Regions from separate parts of the Mus musculus genome. Here region 2 is linked to region 1. Evidence: chromatin contacts called from public HiChIP or PLAC-seq data. All regions are on one chromosome and are shown on one strand. The core of a region is the stretch at or near the end of the contact, and the rest is flanking DNA. Distances in the headings are between cores, read along the strand shown.

Region 1 (3,107 bases), core at 439-2,938:
AGAGAATTGTGTTTGGTGTGGTGGTGCACGCCTTTAATACCAGCACTCCAGAGACAGAGGCTGATGGGTTCCTGTGAGTTTGATGCTAGCCTCATCCATGTAGAGAGTTCCAAACTTGCCAAGGATGCATGCATGATGACACCTTGTCTAAAAAACAAAACAGAATCGAATAAAATTAGTTAGTGTATTTTGGGAGATATGAGCCTGGATGTTACATATATTCAACCATCATTCATTGAATCTCCTTACCATGTGTGTCTTGTGAAGCACTGTTATAGATTCAAAGATGTAAAAAGCATTCTCTTTATAGAACTACTAATTTACTAGGAAGACTAAGATTTATTGCACTGTAAATTAACGAGAAGAGGACTTAGTGCATGTATGTCCTCATAACTAATAGGTTAGCTGTAATAATTTTGGCTTTGAAACTTATTTTACCCCCACTTCATGAAAAATACACATAAAAAGCATTTAGGAAGAGGGGATACATGTGTAAGCAAGTATATAAGGAAGTAGGTTCCATCTCCAGCACCCCTCAAAATACACACATGGAGAGGTGCTAAACGTTTGCATGAAAGTCATACAGGTTAAAGCCATAAAGGTTTAACACCATACCCACTAGACACTAGAATGGCTATAACTAAGACTTGGGTAGTGACAAGGCGTTAGTGAGGACATGAGTGGACTGAAACCCATATACTGTTGGTAGGATATTGGCCCTTCCTTATTTGGCTGACTACAGATCCTTACTCTTTGACCCAGATACCAAAGAGAAATAAACACCTATGTTTACACAAACATTTATACCCAAATATTTGTAACACCATTATTGAAAATAGCACAATAGTCTAAATAATCACCTGTCTATCAGGTGATAAATTCCTAAATAAATTGTATGGTATCAAAAATGGATGTTAGCATGCAGAGGAGAAAAATGAAGGAAGGCGTTCTTCCTTTAGATATTAGTATATGTCTCTTAATACTTTCTCTCTCTCTTTCTCTCTCTCTCTCTCTCTGTCTCTCTCCCCCCCCCCAAAATGGATTACAGGTTTAAACACATAGCTAGAAATCATAAAACTATAAGAAGTCATAGCAAGCAATCAATCAAATTGATCTTAGCAGTGATTTTTTTTTTTAATGTCACCTAAAGGATAGGCAACTGGAGGGAAATTAAACAATCAAGACTGTAAGCTTATATTTTTTTTCAAAACCTACATTAATATGGGTTCTTAAATACTTTAACTTTCCTTCTAGCCCATAACCACCAGAGGTAGAGGGAAGGAAAGGTTATTAGGATATAGGGGAAGTGGACCTGTGTAGGACTGTTCTATGGAAAAAAATCCCATCTGCATTGTCAGGAAATCCGCAGTTCAGTTTACAGGAGTCAGCAGTATCAGTTTGATCCTCTCAAAAATACTTAATGAGTATACCAGCAGTCCAGTTCAGTAGTGTCAGGATAGCAAGCACAAATCAGCAGTGGTGGGACTACCTAGCAGAAACTAGCAGGTCTCACCTGACTTGCCACGAGTCAGCACGAGACTACCAAGACTATCAGGGCTGCCAGGAGTTCTCTGCAGTGTCTTTCTCAACAACTTGAAGATCAGCGAAGGCACAAGACCAAGCCTCTTTCACAGTCTATGAGTCGTGTTTATACTCCCTCCAAATGTCACGTGTCCTCCATGACGTCAGTCTGTCTTAGCAAAACTCCACATGACTCTGTATCAGCTGACATCACACTGCTAGTCAGCATGAGTGTGTGGAAGCAGCAAGGAGCCACCAAAACACCACCAGAAGTTTTATGGTGTGTTTCTATGGAGTGCGACAAACAGAGCTCAGCTACACGATGTCAGGTGAACCAATACATGTGTGTTGTTAGCAAAGAATCCTTCATCACACGTCCTTTCACATTCTTACTTTAGCAAAACATCCTTTCACCCATGTCTGCTTTAGGAAAACACTCCTTCACAGCAAAACACCATTAGACACAACTGACTTTCCAAAGAAACAGTAAGTTTCCATTTCACAGGGCATCCAATGAAACCTGTTGTCATCTAAAAGAAACAGCAAAATGCAAAGCCATCCAAAGATGGAAGGGTACTTTTGTGAAATGACAAGTAGTTAAGTATCCAAACTTGTAAAGAACTCAGTACACATGATAATCATAATCAATTTCAAAGTGAGCCAAAGCATAAATAGACATTTTTCTAAAGAAGATGTAGAATTGCCAAGAATATGCAATTATTGTATGCACATATATATTGTATATTCTTAATATGTATGGATATACAATAATAAGGTTATTTACAACAATAAGGGCACCAGATCTCATTATAGATGGCTATGAACCACCATGTGTGGGACTTGAACTCAAGACCTCTGGAAGAGCAGCCAGTGCTCTTAACCTCTGAGCCATCTCTCAAGCACCAACATGCTATATTTTAATTACTATATTTTATAGCACAGTGAAAATAAAAGGTTACTGACAGAAAAAATAATAACAATTGTGTTAGGGAACAACTGAGACTGACAACAGACATCAAGCTATGGCATATACATATCTCCCAGAAACATTTATGTACACTTCACGTGACTACGTACTCACACACACAAAGGCAAAGTCAGAAGGAAAACCTGTACACTCTTCATTCATAAGAATGTAACTTAGTGGAGTTACCATGGTAAACTGCAAGTTTCTCAAAAACAGATGATCCAACAATTCCATATTTGAATTTGTATGGGAGAAAGGGTGATATCAGTATATCTAAGGAATATCTCCTTTGGTTCCATTCCAGCGTCATTCATAGTAGACAAGTGTGCAAGAACATCTTACGTTTACATCAACAAATGAACAGAGAGAAGATCTGCTATATGTTAGATACACAGAATGCAGTGTTATTTGATATTTTAAAATAAGCAATGTTATGCTAGCCAGGCATGGTGGCACATGCTTACTTGCCATCCTAGGGCTCGGGATCACAAGCTTGGGGCAACCTGTACTTAAGTAGCTACATTAAACAGTATGTAAAAAAAAAAAAAAAAAAAAAAAAAAAAAAAAAAAAAAAAAAAAATTAATGAAAACAAGGACATCCTGGCATTTGCAGTAACTC
Region 2 (3,107 bases), core at 244-2,743, 340 kb after region 1:
TCATCTTGTTTTAATATCTATTCATGGGGCACGCAGACAGATTTCGCAAGTGGGAAGAAAGATTCTCTTCATATATTCCTCATTGCTGATGACACACCCGGCCCTGCTGAGTTGTTGCGAATCTGGGATTTTATCATAACTTCAAGGCCTTCCTTATAGGGTATCAAGGTGTAATTCTACCCAGGTTGATCTTAGACTTTATAATACCATCAAGCTCCCCTAGTCTTCCCAGATTGAAGACCCAGCAGAGGGAGGTCTGGCCCCCTCTGCACAAAAGTGGCTGAAATGTCTTTTCTCTGAAGCTTCCCACTTCTCCATCCTTGCTTCCCAGGCTTGTCCTTTCTGCCCTCAAAAGTACCCTTCTTTTCTAGCAAGTAGAGAAGGGTCAGGTTCTCTGTCCCTGGATCACATACATCTACCTGTTACTGGCAGAAATGCAAACCTTGGGGCATAGTGTATTCTGTAGAGCACAGAGGATGCCTGAAGGTGCCTCTCTGGGCTCTAAAGTAGAGCAGTGCTCTGGCAGTTCCTTAACCATCTGTGAGTGTATCAGCTTGGATTTGACTACTTCAGGGGCTGGGAGAAGATCCCAATTATGGAATACTGTGTAGACATGTACGCCCTCTGGTCAATTAGGAAAAAAACTATATTCCTTTTTCCTCCTAAAATTAAGCATCGCTGGGCGTGGTGGCGCACACCTTTAATCCCAGCACTCCGGAGGCAGAGGCAGGCGGATTTCTGAGTTCGAGGCCAGCCTGGTCTACAGAGTGAGTTCCAGGACAGCCAAGACTACACAGAGAAACCCTGTCTCGAAAAACTTAAGAAAAAAGAAGCATCAGGGGCTGAAGAGATGGCTCAGGGGTTAAGGGCATTGGCTACTCTTCCAGAGGACCTGGGTTCAATTCCTAGGACCCACATGGCAGTTTGTAAGTGTCTGTAACTCCAGTTTCAGGATATCTGATACAGTCACTTCAGGCAAAACACCAATGCACACAAAATAAAAATAAATCTTTTTTTTTTTTTTTTTTTTTTAATGAAGCATCAAAGTAAAATGTGGTTAATCTTAGGAGGCGTTGGAGTACATGTGGTTTCTAACACCATGGTTTTCATGAGGAAGACCATGATGGGCCACATGCTTCTGCAGTGCCTTGTCAGGATGGGAGCCATGCTGGCACAGTCCAGTCCTGCAGCTCCAGGGGAACTAAAGGTTGGTCCTCCAGGTGGCCTTGTAGAGCCTGCTGCCTTCCCATCCACAGAAGGACCCACCGACTGCAGGATGGAATCGGGACTGTTTGTAAGGATCAAAGGAATTCTGAACATAAGATATTTTTGTTAAAAAAGAAAAATGTCCATGAGTAATAGACAACCAGAAGAAGGAAGTCCAGATGCAGCCATCAGGAGGATGATGATTATTCAATGTGCTTCCCATATGTGCTCGACGCTCTTAGTCACCTCTCTCTGAAGCCCCATTGCTGTGATGACGATTGTACTGCGCTGAGCTTCCACAGACATGAGTGTAACTGTTTCCTTCTGCTTCCACATGAAGTGAGATCACTGGACTTCCTCTGCTTTAAAGATGACTGTATAACAAATGATCAGAACTCCATTTTTTCCTTGCTAAAAGTCCCATTTTAAAAAAAAAACTGCTCAAGTCAAGGGCAGTAAACATGTGAAGTGAGGTACAGAAAGCCGCCCCGAATGTAGTGTCTCCAACCCCATGCCCCACTCCCCTTCCTGCTGGCTGCAACAGACATTTGCTTATTCTGTACAATGGAAAATAGTAAGTCTGTCCTCTAGATCCACGGGGCTTGCATGATCAGCCACGTGACACATCCGGAGATTGTCCTAGCCACTCATAAAACTGAGACAGTCCTCAGTCAGGTCTGAGGAAATGCTGAGACTGGGGAGTGATTTTACTTGACTTTCATGGGTCGGCCTACTTTGAAATTAACACTGTTCTATTCTCCTTGCCTCATTAAGGCCAAATTATCTTTAATTAGCTTCACATAAGTATTAGATATTATGCCAAATGAAATTTTGTGTCTGCTGCTCAGATTGCTGGGTGGTTAAATCTTACTTACAGATGAGTTGTGTGCATGTGTGTTTTCAAATTAGCAAATCTAAGATAAGTGTACAGTTCAAAATTACAGCATCGCACTAAGTGGAAGCTCATTGAAACAGGAGGCAGCAGAGAGGCTGTGAGGCGCAGCTGGGAGAGGGACAGAACCTCTCTGCAGAACATGAGCAGGATCTGTAGGTAGAAGGTCAGCCTCCCTCGCGAGCCTGGGGAACCTACCCGTGCTGGGGGAGCTGGGAGGGAAAGGTGCAGCCTTTGGCCGTATGTATGGTTTTGGGGGTGGGGGGCGGCAGTTAGCACTGGTTTCTTAGAGTTGCTATGTATGAATGCCTCAGGGAGCAGTTGGTTAGTCATCTAGTTTCACAGTGACTAGAAACACATTGGATCATTGGGTTGGAAAGCGGAGGCCGTGACCAGAAGGAATTCCAAGAGGAATACATAGAAAGACAAGGAATGAAAGCCTCACCTCAGAAGAGGAAGGGGAGCCCCGGCCCTCAAGAAGCCACAGTGTCACTGAGTCATCACAGTGAAAGGCAAGTCTATTTTGGACCATAGTTTGGAAGGTTTTAGTCAGTGGTCAGCTAGCTCCATTGCTCCATTGGCCCTGAAGTAAGGCTGAACATCACAACATCAGAAGCCTGTTTACCTGGTGATAGTGTCAAGATCAAGAACAATGCACAGTGTGGCCCCTGGACTTGGAGAACAGAGAATGGTCTCCATTTGTTTGTTCATTACAGGCTTTCTCTCTGTGGATCAGGTTGGCCTTGAACTCAGAAGTCCACTTGTCTCTGCCTCCTGTGGACTGGAATTAAAAGTGTGTGCCACCACCACCTGGCTGAGAAGGGCCTCCTTAATCAAAGTGGGTCCATGGAATGGATCCAGGAGAGCAGGCTGAGGAAGGTGGAGTACACAGAGGTGGAGAAGAACTCCATGGACTTGGAGAGAGGAACCAGTCGGTATCAGTGCAGAATCAAAAGATTATGGTTTGGGGCAGAGTTAACAGGGGTCCAATTTAGATGGGTTTTGCAAC

What was found. HiChIP or PLAC-seq counts read pairs in DNA pulled down with a chosen protein or histone mark.
Region 2: a contact with region 1 is called in an H3K4me3 HiChIP or PLAC-seq map of bone marrow-derived macrophages, with 3 times the contacts expected there. The contact joins two enhancer-like sites. A contact is called at or near these places in 1 of 15 datasets of contacts at CTCF or cohesin (pro-B cells), 7 of 484 Hi-C or Micro-C datasets (the C2C12 cell line, the N1E-115 cell line, cerebellar granule neurons and 3 more), 6 of 115 datasets of contacts at active chromatin or transcription factors (astrocytes, bone marrow-derived macrophages, differentiating embryonic stem cells and 3 more) and 3 of 9 other capture datasets (bone marrow-derived macrophages, embryonic tail and embryonic trunk).

The regions. Positions count from the first base shown.
Region 1 is chr14:21,266,768-21,269,874 of GRCm38.p6, forward strand. All of the region lies in intron 6 of Adk (adenosine kinase), which reads left to right. Among named protein-coding and RNA genes, the nearest start is that of Gm52152, 150 kb to the right of the region's middle. Within about 2 kb of position 1,689, at least 15 of the 459 cell types and tissues checked have an H3K27ac peak or open chromatin away from gene starts, as enhancers often do. A contact at or near this core is called in bone marrow-derived macrophages, where this site is marked.
Region 2 is chr14:21,611,773-21,614,879 of GRCm38.p6, forward strand. The region is part of intron 3 of Kat6b (K(lysine) acetyltransferase 6B); the gene reads left to right. Among named protein-coding and RNA genes, the nearest start is that of Dupd1, 100 kb to the right of the region's middle. Within about 2 kb of position 1,494, at least 21 of the 459 cell types and tissues checked have an H3K27ac peak or open chromatin away from gene starts, as enhancers often do. A contact at or near this core is called in bone marrow-derived macrophages, where this site is marked.